Linked DNA regions of Hordeum vulgare: region 1 is linked to region 2. Evidence: chromatin contacts called from public Hi-C data. All regions are on one chromosome and are shown on one strand. Each heading gives the region's core, a stretch centred on a gene start, on an enhancer-like site or on the middle of the called end of the contact. The rest is flanking DNA. Distances are from core to core; before and after follow the strand shown. Region 1 holds the start of LOC123444724 (probable serine/threonine-protein kinase PBL1). Region 2 has its middle 64 kb from the start of LOC123444724.

Region 1 (6,543 bases), core at 451-2,950, 63 kb before region 2:
CCCTTAAACACGAAGGACCAGGAGGCGGCTTAGACGAAGAGGCCGGCTCATGGTCCATCACGTGGCGGGACGACTCATGAGGAAAGACATGAAGATTCTCCCTCACCCAAGTGAGTAGGAGGAATAAGTCATGAGTTGTAATACGACCTGGACACTGTTGTAATCTCAGGGCCTCCAACTATATATATATATAAAGGGGAGCACGTGAGGTAGAAAGGATAAGTTAGAAACCCTTGAGAGCTACATAGCAATTGTGCACCCTTGTAATCGAGAGCATCATCAATAAACATCGAATACAGGACGTGAGCTTTTACCTCCATTGAAGGGGTAGAACTTGGGTAAACCCGCATCTCTCGATTTCGATCAACCCCGTTCAAGCCGCCACTTAGGTGAGATGGCCTCACACGTAAGTCTTTTCACGAGCACATCCGTGACAAAACCACGACTCGTATCGTTTTCACTTGAGCGTTTTACCCATTCACGAAGGTTTATTACTGTTTCTGTATCTACCATATTTTCAGTACTAAGCCATGTTTTGCTTTCACTAGGATATCTTACAGCTCACACATTTTTGGTTCCGTTTCAATTTTCGTCGAGTGTTCAACATAAAAACATGTTTCGTTTTCACTATAATGTCTTTTCCATTAAAGAATTTCTCGTCTCTGTTTCCGATGGGTGTTCAAAATGAAAACATGTTCTGTTCCCCATTAGAGTGTTTTATCCATTCACAAATTTCTCGTTCCCATTTCTGTCTTCGCCGTGCGTTCAACACAAAAACACGTTTTGTTTCCACCAGATTGTTGTATCCATTAACGAATTTCTCGTTTCCATTTCTGTTTCTGCCGTGTGTTCAACATGAAGACATGTTTCGATTTCCCTAGAGTGGTTCTTTCATTCACTTAATTTTTGTTTCCGTTCTTTGTTTCGGTGAGCTGTTCTGCATGAAAACATGTCCCGTTTCCATTAGAACCTTTTCAATTCAAGATATTTTTTCATTTTGGTTTTGGTTTTTGACAGGTGTTTAACATGCATCAGTAACCTACACATAATCTTAGGAAGGTAAGAACCGAAGGAACATAAATTATGAATCAATAAAAGTTTAGGCACATATTTACCTTTTCTTGCATCTGTAATGATAATTTATACATACATACTTCCTCCATTCCTATATATAAGTCTTTTTTAAATATTTTACTAGGGGACTACAAAAAAACAAAATAAATAAATCTACGTTCTAAAGTATGTCTATGTACATACATATATAATCCTTTTATGAAAACTTTTAAAATAATTTATATTTAAAAACGGAGGAAATAGTTTACATACGCATGTATTTGCGAAAGAAACCATTTTTTGAGGCTGTAATTCCAAATACTGGCTCCCATGGACTCCGGGATTCAAAACGCTTTTGGGTGGCTAACCTATTTTTCACGCTTTCACCAGCTCCAAAACTGCGAGTAATACCACCGAGGGGTAAAATACAAAACAAGGGTCCATCAAGCAGGAAAAACACCCCCAAACACATTTCTGCGGCCGAGAATCAAGGGGGGCGGTTTGGAAAATGCGGCGCTCACAGGGTGGAATACAGAAAGCCGCCTCGCCTCGGGGTTGCTATCGCCACATCTCCGGCTTTGACCAGTGCCCACCCGACCCTGCTGCCGCTTCTTCTTACTCCATCCCTCCTCTCTCACCTCCATTCTTTACTTTTCTCCCCCCCCTCTCGGCAGCTCCTCCTGCTATATCCTTCCTCGCCCCACCATTCGCTCTCCTCGTCTGCACCCCGCCGTCCTCCCTCCCCTCCCCTCCCTTCCCAGACGCCCGAGGGACGAGCGGGCGAGCCCCCTCCCACTCGCAGGCGCCGGAACGGCCCAGTCAGGTCCCGCCGCGGAGCGTTCGGTCCAGGTACGATCTTGGTTCCTCATCTCCATCTTCGCTCCGTTCGCTGCGGCTGCTCTTCGGCCCCTTGTCGTCGGCCATGCCCCTGGATCTCTCCCCATTGGGCCGGCTCAAAGGCGCCGCTAGCACGTTTGACCGTTTCCTCGCCCGCGCCCCTCGCATTGTAGATTCCGGGGGACGGAGGCTCGGGATTCGGCGTGCATGCTGATTTCAGAGCGAGAAATGCGACGCCTTTGAGCGTCCCGGTGACACCCCCTTGGCGATTTTCAGCCCGCCGGCCATGAGCTGCGGCTCATTAGCCATTACGACCGCGTGCTGGTCAAATGTCCCGGTTAATCCGGGGCGGCTGGTTCTTGGCTGGGTTTGGTGGGGTCAATTACCTAGCTGAGCGTGGTTGCTTATTTTAGCCGGTCTCTTGACCCAGTTTGTTATTTGGCCAGATTAGGTGAGAGCTCTGACCATTCAACTCCGTTCCTTTCGAGTTGGTGCCTGGTGGCAGTAGCTGCTGCTGCTGCTGCTGTGGGCATGCGCAATTTCTGCGAAACCTGCATCGGGGACGAAATTAATAATGGACGGTGTTTGGAAATTGAATGTGGCGTCTATGGACCAATGCGTCGAACCAGCCAGGCCACGTAGTATCTCTCTCTGGTCCTGGCTGGTGCCTGGGTAGATCAGTTCTTGGGACGGTAGAAGTAACATGATCTACTTGTTGTACAGTACTTGACGAAAAGAAACCATAGCTAAGTTGGCTGCTCGTGCAAGCTCTTGCTTGGTGCCTTTTTGCAGCCTAGGCGTACTGGATTTATCTTTAAGCAACACAGTTGCGGTACACCACAACTTTTCTGTGTGTGTGTGTGTTGCCAACTGCTAACCGCTGTAATGCAATGCAGGACCAGTTACTTTTGCTATATAAAAGCTAATTCATCAATCTATTTCAAATTCTGCAGCATCTTTTCCTCGGTGTGCATATGATGGGCTGCTTCACTGGCCTGAGGTCCAAGAAGAAGAAGAGCCCTCTTGTTGCAAGCAAGAAGCAGGGCGATGCAAGGGATACATCCCTTAGACTTCCAGAGCCCGAAGCTCATGTGCCATCTTTGCAGTCAGCGCCTCCTAGTTTCAGGGACAGGGCAAAGATCTGCCAATCGGCCAATAAAGTCTCTTACAGCAGGGCACGTGTGCTGTCTGCTCCCTCGAGCCTGATTCTGGTTGATCAGGATGGCCTTCCATATGCTGAGTTCGATGATCAGGATGACTCTAGGGGCAAGGGAGGAGCTATTAAGGCGCATCGTTTTTCAAATCCGCTGCCGCTTCCTCTTCCCTCACCAGAAGGCAGTTCTTTGAGGAACTTTGGTAGCTTCAAGGCTATCAATGCAAGTGGGCCACTTGAAGTTTCAGGTCCTCTCCCACTGCCTCCAAAGAGGTCCGAGGGGCTTAAGAACTTCTCGTACGATGAGATTTCCACTGCTTGCCAGTGGTTTTCTGGCGATCATCGTGTCTCAGAAACTCTGACTTCGACATCATACAAGGCATTGTTCAGGGATGATTTCGTTGAACCAAAGAAGATGGAAGCAATAGTAGCCAGGTTACTCCCTTCCAATCAGGTACTGTTCTCTATCAAGTTTCATGGTTATACTTTCCCTTCTTATTTTGGATGTTAAGGTCAGGGGTTGCAAATAGCTTTGCTAGATCAATTATGAGCCATGGAGATTTCCCTCATAGTTTTGCTAGTCTGGCCTGTTCGCCAACTCACTTTCTGGCATGCCTACTATTTTTCTTCTTTCCATGTGATGACTTGGAGAAATTTGCCTATCCAATATGGATGTATCACGTTTGCAGTATCTGTTCTGTTTACAAAGCTGAACTTAGGCTAGCGTTGCCTGCTGTTTACATCTAGGCATGTGACCTATGCTTATTGATGCAACTCTGCCCCCTGTAGAAAAAGGCTGATTTTAATTTTGTAAATACAACTTAGGAGCATAACATCGGTGGGTTAGGTAGCACGCTTTGAAGGCAGACAATGTGTTTGATCGTCCTTGTTCTCTTCACTATGAGATATTTGTAACCCTTCATGATCAATCTTGGCTTTATCACTTGTGAGCTGTTCATTCACTAGCAATGTTCTTTTGGGAGGTGGTGTTTCATGCTTTCTCTTGCAAGCGATTTAGTGGAGATTTACTTTCTCCAAGGTATGCCTTTGCCTAATGATCCTTGGTAATGTCCGGTCCAGCTTTACTGGATGTCAACATTTAAGGAATCTCCAAAAAAATTAGTACTCTGAGATTGTCGGTTAGACCTTCTAGATAACTGGACACCTTTCACCATTTTAGAGAAATTGCCACGTACGTGCCATGGCTACTATGTTTCTTGGACCATCCTGTTGTAATATTTGAAATTTGACTAATGAGGCACTGATGCAATATATTTTTCACCACTCTGCAGAGTTTCAAAGAATTTAAGGCACAAGTAAATACGTTGGCATCACTTCAACATCCCAATTTATGTAAACTCATCGGCTATCACGCAAGAGAAGAATCTAATGAAAGGATGTTGGTCTATGAGCGGCTCCATCATGGCAGTTTAGACAGGTTACTCTTTGGAAGACCGGAAGGTCGTTTCATGGACTGGTCTACACGTTTGAAGGTTGCCCTTGGTGCTGCTAAAGGTCTAGCTTTCCTACACGATGAAGGACCCTTTCAGGTAACTTGATCCAAACCCTTTGACACGACCAAGAAGTTATGGTGTGAAGTTACCATGTTCTGTTGCACTTTGTTTGATAGTTATTTCTTACATATTTTAACATGCATTTCTATTTACAGGCAATGTATGATGACTTCTCAACGTCAAACATCCAAATAGAGAAAGATTTCACTGCAAAGCTGTCGGGATATGGTTGTGTTGGCTTCAATTCTGACGAGGAAAGATCCAAGGCATCTGTGGTAAGTTCCTTTTGAAATTTGAAAACATGGTAGAAGTTCTTTGTCGTGGAATCACAAACTGCCTTATAGGTTATAGGTTCACACAGCATGTTCCTTCACATTTTAGAATTCTACAGTTTAGATTGGTTCTGGCTTGCATGCTTTTAATGCGATAAAAGATTGAAAATAATATTAATACATTGCGTTATATCCATTTACTTGTCAACATCCCAATGCTTACGGGATATGTTATTCCTGGACAGGCTGCAAACCTCTCAGAGGAAACCTTGGAGAAAGGCGTACTGACTCCGAAGAGCAACGTATGGAGCTTTGGAGTTGTCTTGCTCGAGCTAATAACAGGACGGAAGAACCTCGATGTACGTTCCACCAAAGAAGAACGTAATATTGTCAAGTGGGGTAGGCCTTTCCTCACCGACGATAGTCGTCTATCCCTCATCATGGATCCCCGTATAAAAGGACGCTTTCCTACCAAGGCTGCTCGAACTGTGGCAGACATAATTCTGAAGTGCCTTCAAAGAGATCCATCAGAAAGGCCTACGATGAGGGCCGTCGTGGAGGCCCTAACAAGCGTTCAGGACATAAAGGTCCCCTGCCGGTATCCTCTTCAAGTACCGTCCGCCGCACCGAGGAAAGTGATGCTAAAGTCTACGAGCCTCAATGGCATTGTTCCTCAGCATCCCGTCATGACCTTCTCGCCGTCGCCTCCTTCGCGCAACCAGCACCTGGCGTCGCCAAGATCATCGACTTCCGCGCTTCTTCCCCCAAGGACCTGCTCTTCCATCATCACCCTGGATTACCCCAGGGTAAGCTCGGTCAAGAAGTCGCCTTCCGGTATCCTGCGGAGACCTGGCGTCGAGGGTTTTTGATTGTCCATACATGGTCGGATTTCTTCTCTTTGCCTTGGATTTATTTGTTGTTTTGGTTAGCCTAGCGAGTGGTCTCAGTGCTATGTGATATGTATATGTTGGAAAGACATCTGAAAAAAGGGCAGAGTGAAGTGTAGATAGTAGAACCAGCTTTGTAGATACTTGTCGTTCTCTGATTGGATGGGGGTCATGGAAGCAGTGTGTGTTAGAGTGGGGCTTGTAACCCCATTATTATGCAATAAACGTGGGTTGGTCGGTCGTATTTGCTCGCCGTCAAACATTTCAGCTGGTAGCATTTCTTCTCTTGAATGCTAAGTTCTGTCGGCTGCTAGTCGTGGAACAACAGCAGCCGGTTAAGAGATGTTGAATTCCTTTCCGTGGAATGTTGATCTCGCCGCTGCAATTGTTGACCAGGACCGGCCAGCTTGCTTGTTTGTTTGTCTGAAGTTTCTCTACTGTCCGGCCAGTCAAGCATTATCCTCACACCTGGTGTTGCGTTGCATTTCACCGGGAACGTGTTGGTGATGTTTGATTAGGATTAGGACGTGCATGTACGTATGGACCAGGAAAGATTTGCTTTGGAATTTCCTTCTGTTTATGTTTTTGCGAGATGAATGTTTCTGCAGTGTGAACAGTGATGACGGCTGCGCAGCCATTGCGCTCTGTTTATTCCGGTGAGCCAACGCCTTTCACTTGTGTTTCCTGTTCGTCGGTCGTCGCCGTCGAGATGGCTTAATCCAGAGTACCCGGGTGCGGCGGAAGATGACCTGGATTTTCAACCGAAATCTTGCACCGTTCTTTTGGCCTCACCTTGTGTCACTTTCTCATGTGCGCAGGTTGTAAAG
Region 2 (6,060 bases), core at 772-3,271:
CAATCTCCAGGCATGAGCCGCCCAATGGAATTCACCTGCGGAGCCCTCCGAGACACACCGCTCCTGGCCAGAAGTAGACAGTAAGCAGATCTTCGTCTTGGTGCGGGAAAAACCGACCGTTTTGGCTCTTGAGAGCATATGCTTCCTGATAAATAGTAAATTCAAAGCAAATAATAAATACATTTTAGAAAATCTGAATTTTTGTGTGGATGTTTATTTTAGCCTAACAAGCGTGCTTTATTATTTTCATGCAAACAGGATAGCGGTACTTGGTCGGTAAAAAAACAAAATTAAATATAACATTTCCTGGTAACATTCGGCGTTTGATTTGTTTTTTTCGCCCAGCTCAAAATGCTTATGATTTTTCACTAAAAAATTGCAGGTAGAATTTGAGTATGACAAAGAGCACATCAACTTTTTTTACATTTACGAAAAACATTTTTAATGGGAAGGAACATATGCTCCCAAAACCCGAATTGGATTTCCTCTAAGACCGCCTCAAAAAAACAACAACATGACCAGAACGTCCACCGACGGCGTAGCGGACATCCCTATTTGACGCGCTTTACAGCAAAATGTCACAGTTTCGCGTAGGAAAATCCAGCGATTGTTAGAATTGGGCCGGCCCATTTAAGCGTCTTAGCATTTCGGGTTTTGGATACTTTCTAGAGGTTTTCATCCGGTTTTTTATTATTTTGAAAAACTTCTAAATGGTTTCTGAACAATTATTTTTTCTGTTCTATTTTTTCTCCTTTTTTCGATTTTCTGTTTATACTATTAACTGTTTATTTTATTTTCTTTCTTTGTTTTTCAATTTTCTTTTATGATTATTTTGTTGTCCATAAAATCTTTAGAAAGTTATAAATTGTTCGCATTTTAAAAAATACTATTCCAAATATCATAAAAGGTACCTGTTGTTCAGAAATTGAGAAAAATGTTCAGAGGTCCTAAAAATGTTCAAATATTCAGAAATTTGGACAGTGTCTTTTCAAAAAATAATCGAAATTCATTTTACCTATAGAATTTTTAAGTTTTCGAAAATGTTTCCATTTTTAGGTATCTAAAAATTGTTCGCATTTCCAAAATTGTTTTGGGATTTTCAAATTGCTCTTTACTTCGAATTTTCTTCTATAAATTCTGAAAATATCTTCTATTTTGATTTTTTTTGTCCCCATGTTAAATTGTTGGTCTTGTTTTTAAAGAAATATATCAAATTTAAAAACATTCGACATTTTTATTTTTTTGTTACCAGGTTTAATTTTTGTTCTTGAATTCACAAATTTGTTCTTTTAATTCAAAAATATTCGGGATTTTAATAAAAAAATCCTGTTCAATTTTGTTCTCTAGAATTGAAAAAATGTTCTGGATTTCAAGATTTATTCTTAATCTCAAAATTTTGTTCTCTAAATTAAAAAAAAAATTGGTTTTGGTTTTTTAATTCCCATGTTAAATTGTTGATCTCGATTTTAAAGAAAAATATATAAATTAAAAAATGTTCAGAATTTTTCATTTTTTGTTCCCATGATCAAATTTTGTTTTTGATTTAAAAATGTTGTTCTCTAAATTCATAAATATTTGCGATTTGAATAAAAAACCATGTTCAAATTTTGTTCTCTAAATTCAAAAAATCTTCGGGATTTCTATTTTTTGTGAAAAATTAAAATCTATTCATAAATTTGGAAAATTTGTTATGTTTGTCAAGACTGTTGGGAAGTACAAGTTTTTGCTTCATTTTTTGGAAATCTTTTCATGTTTGTTTTCAAGTGTTATGTTTTGCGGTTGTATTTAGGTCTTCTAGTATCATGTTGTACTTACATCAGTACAACTGGGAAGTCGCTCTGGCTAGCAGCACTAGCACAAATGAGTGGGATGGTGGCAGGTTTGAATCCCACCAACTCTACTTTTCCGCGTTCACCATTTTTCACCTCTCACCGTGTGGGCCGGCCTAGTTAGCGAGTCCCCTCTGCGTCGGGTTCTTATACGACGCAAAATGCGTCGTATAGGAGGTCCCCGCGCCGCCGTCTCCTCACCCATCTCCCGATAAAGGACACCAGGCCTTGACCGGCTGACGGCGCCGCCCTTGACCTACACCTGCGCTCCACCTCCTTCCATGAAGCACCGCCGAGAGCACCTTGTGCCCACCGTCGAGTGGATGGGACGGCTGCCGCCGCAGTCGCCGACAGCAGCGGCAGCAAGAGATCGCGGCTTGGGTGTAGACTAGGGTTCAGGGGTGAGGGGGCCTCCGGAGCGGCTCGGGAGATACTACTGTTGTTTACTCTGTCTGGTCACTGGTGGCTGGATTTGGCGTGGGCCTTCATGCCTTTTCGCATGACCCCTTGAGTGTGAGTTGAATTGACGATCGCCTATGATGAAGTTAGAGTCGTTGCTCAGAGTTTAGGGATGGCGGTGACACCTCTAGGGGAGGAGCGATGACGCCTGCGTGCTGTCTTGACAAGATCCTTTTTGGAATGGTGTGAGCGAGATTTTTTCTACGTGTCGTCCAGCGGTTGTGATAGTTTTCGCCCGGTTCTTAATAAATGAATTGGACAACTTGGTTTTCGCTCGATTTTTCTAAATTAATTGAACAAATCTTTTCTTCTTAATGAATGCAGGATAACTAACATTTCAAAAAAAAAAAAAATGTCTGAAGCAAAGGATGGTTTCACATCTATAAATCAACTATGTTTCTTACAAGGATATACATTCTTATGATTCTGAATTGACACCACAAACTGCTAGCGTTATCTGCAATTTGCATATCGGGCAGGAATGCTGAAGCATGGTGATGGGGAAGATCTGAAGAGAGGTGCCGTAATGCTGAGGAACAACGCGAAGAACATGACGAGGAGCTGTGCGGCTGTGCAGGGTGATGCTACCTGAGCTTCTGGGTTGCTCGATGCATCGTTTTTAGCCTGTCTTCTTTTGGTGGTTGTTTAGTTGGTACTGATTGGTCTGCTCCTGCGTGGGTGATACACACTTTTGCTCCTGTGCGAGTGTCTAAACTGTTGGTAGGATAGATGATGGTGTTGTCGAGTTTTCGTCCTGCAGCGGGTGTTTCTATGACGAGCACCTGCAGTGGGTTTCCTGGTGATGCGTTGAACTCTCTTCGGTGATGTGTTGAACTCGCTCTCCGTTCTCCCGTCTCCACCTTATTCTGCTTCTGAAGTGTTGTATTTCCGTTATTCAGTTAATGGAAGGGGGTTATGCCCGGTTAAAGAAAATGCATATTGGATGAGAGATGAATATCGAGCATGGGAAATATTCTTGTTCCCCTTTTGCACTCAAAAATATTACCTCCATTCGGAAATAACTGACGTGGTTTTAAGTTGAATTTGAACTAAAACCACGTCAGCTATTGCCAATGATTCTGTAATGTCCATTGCCAAGTGAAGGTACCATTGAGCAATAAATATACTATGTCCTACACGTTGAGCAACAATTTTCAGACTGGAAACAACATTTCAGCAGATCACGGTGCAGAGCCAAGCCAATACATGCTGACTATGTTTTCGCTGTGCTTCTGGTGAGGCTGTGTGGACCTGTTGCAAATGGGAGATCTGATTGCTACAGGGATGATGAAGTGGTATTCAGAACCCAGATCACAAGACAAAAAGAAAGAGACCAGCTCAGGACTTAATGTAAGTAAATGTTTTTTCTGCGACATCTGAATAACAACAATGGTGGTCGGGATATAGATTGGGGTGATAAAGTTGCGGTAATACTCTGCACAGAGATCCTGCCATCAGGGGACACAGTAGGGGCTTGGCAGTGTGAAATGATACAGTATCTTGGAAGTTTCTATATGCTCCTGTTATCATATGGTCTCTGTGATAGTACACGACACTATTAACCTTGCCTCAAACAGATACAGTTAAAGATGTTTCTTAATCACAACTGGTTAATACTCCAGACTCCAGAGTGATTTTTTTCAGGAACAGAGTAGTTGCTTTGTGCCAAAGCAGTTCAAGTTTTGCGAAACAATCTTCATCTTTGATGAGCTTCTAAACTCCAGATGGCAAGGTTCATGATCCTCTCCTTGAGGCATCACAAGTACACTTTCTGTGTCTTGCATAGTTGCATTGAGTTTTCTTATTGATACTGACAGGTCTGTTCCTCGCTAAACTGTCTGATCGCAGCAATTAGCCTAAACTCCTATGCTTAGCTACGTACAAGCGCAGTATCAGATCTCTCATCAGTGGTTGGACTTTGACCCTATGGAGCACATCATCACGGCGTGGAATTCACTACTGTTTTTTTTCTTTCAGGTTATTACTTTTATGATTCTGCGTTGCGGATGTGTTCCCCGATCGATCCCCATGTGCTCGATAAAGCCTTTGAGAGCCTGTATGATGATACGTGAGGTGAGGTGAAACAATGCTGGCCCTCCTACTGTGTTGGTCAGGACAGGTCCACACATTCCTTTCCCCTTTTTCCTTTATGTCTGTTTCCCCTTTGCATGATTCCTTCCGGCCCCTATCGGCTATCGTCTTGCCGCTGGGCTTTTTGCTAATTTCATGCGAGTCAAGATCTGTTCCCGGCAGTTTCGAAAAGAAAATAAATGGGCACTCCTTTCGTCTGGAAATACTTGTTTGAGAAATGGATGTATCTAGATGTATTTTAACTCTAAACACATTCATTTTTATTATTTTTGCGATAAATAATTTCGAACGGAGGGAGTATTTGTTGGCATGAAATAGGTTTGTGCATTGCCAGTGTTATCTAGCAAGTGTGTTGTTCCTCTTTGCGTAAACAAGAAGACAGGCGTGTTCTCCTTTCATCATGTTTGTGCGTCTGTAAATATCACCTGCCATGGTCTTTGTGCAACGATAATTCTTTGACCATCGATTGCTCCAGGACGATCTACATGCATCTCGGTTTGCCAGGAATTTCGTTTTTCTTTGTCTGACATTTTTCACTACTGCTGCATGATTTTACCGACCATTGGAAGGTACGTACTAGCTGTGGAATATTTTAGAGAATCTGAGATAAAGGGGATGGTCCTGTCTGTATTATACGTAGCAGGTAGTGTTCTTGTGTCCAGCATGTTCTTTCTTCACTAAACAATAGAATGTACAGTTGTTAGTTCAGTTATTATTCTACATGCTCATTGTCATTTGGCTTGTAGTTCACTGCCTATTCAGGCTGTTTGAAATCATCTTCACAATAGTCAAATGCACTACCTAACACTAATTCCGCAGTATGAATTGGAAAGATGCTAGGCTGACGCTCGTACGTACTAGTAGTGACATTTTACTACTCCCTCCGTCCTAAAATAAGTGTAGCTGCTTTAGTACAAATTTTATACTAACTTGATACTAAATTTGCGTTACTTATTTTAGGACAGAGGAAATAGATGTTTAGTTTTACTGTCTTGTGACGGGGACAAGGTGCTTGACCCTCTCGTGGCAGAGGCTTCTGAGTGTTGAAATTTCTTGAGAGATGGAACTTGAAAATAAAGGCCACACGACAGTAGGCTCTCTGGATGGACAAAGCACACCAATGGTTTATACAAAAAAGAAAAACAACGTCTCTCCACCATCATTGATGACCTTGACAAAATCGCTGAGACTTGCATTTTGTCGCAACAAGAGATTGAACAAAAAAATCAATCCAATGAGAAGATTGCAAGCCTTTTGGGAGAAGAGGAGATCAAATATTACCAACGATCCAAAGCCGACTTCATTTTGAAGGGAGATGATAATACACGATACTTTCAATTGGTTGGTGACATAGAAAGAAGTGTATTTTCTCTCTCCAACAAGATGAGGGACGGATCGAAAGTCAAACCGAGCTTAAAAGTTATATCGCTAAATAGTCTCGGTTCGGGGCACCAGAAGAAGGGAATCTTATCTTCGATGAGACCCGAACAGATGATATTCCACAAGTCTCGGCAGAAGAGAACAATATCCTCACGACACCTTTCTCGGAGGAGGAGGTCAAAGCTGCGGTGTTCCAAATGGAACATAACAAAGCTCCAGGCCCTGATGGTTTCCCTGCAGAATTCTATCAAAATTTCCGGTTTGTTATCAAGACCGACCTCGTGGAATTGTTCAATTGTCT

What was found. Hi-C and Micro-C count contacts between places; a contact is called where the count stands out from the background.
Region 1: a Hi-C map of leaf shows a contact between it and region 2, with 7 times the contacts expected there. The contact joins the promoter of LOC123444724 here to the enhancer-like site in region 2. A contact is called at or near these places in 3 of 6 Hi-C or Micro-C datasets (leaf and seedling).

The regions. Positions count from the first base shown.
Region 1 is chr3H:530,285,337-530,291,879 of MorexV3_pseudomolecules_assembly, reverse strand. LOC123444724 (probable serine/threonine-protein kinase PBL1) reads left to right here and starts at 1,700. Exons shown (of 5, transcript XM_045121543.1): 1 at 1,700-1,902; 2 at 2,844-3,497; 3 at 4,336-4,593; 4 at 4,713-4,832; 5 at 5,075-5,960. The coding sequence starts at 2,865. The coding sequence ends at 5,698.
Region 2 is chr3H:530,222,907-530,228,966 of MorexV3_pseudomolecules_assembly, reverse strand. No RefSeq gene overlaps it. Among protein-coding and RNA genes, the nearest start is that of LOC123444724, 64 kb to the left of the region's middle. Within about 2 kb of position 2,021, at least 3 of the 3 cell types and tissues checked have open chromatin away from gene starts, as enhancers often do. A contact at or near this core is called in leaf and seedling, where this site is marked.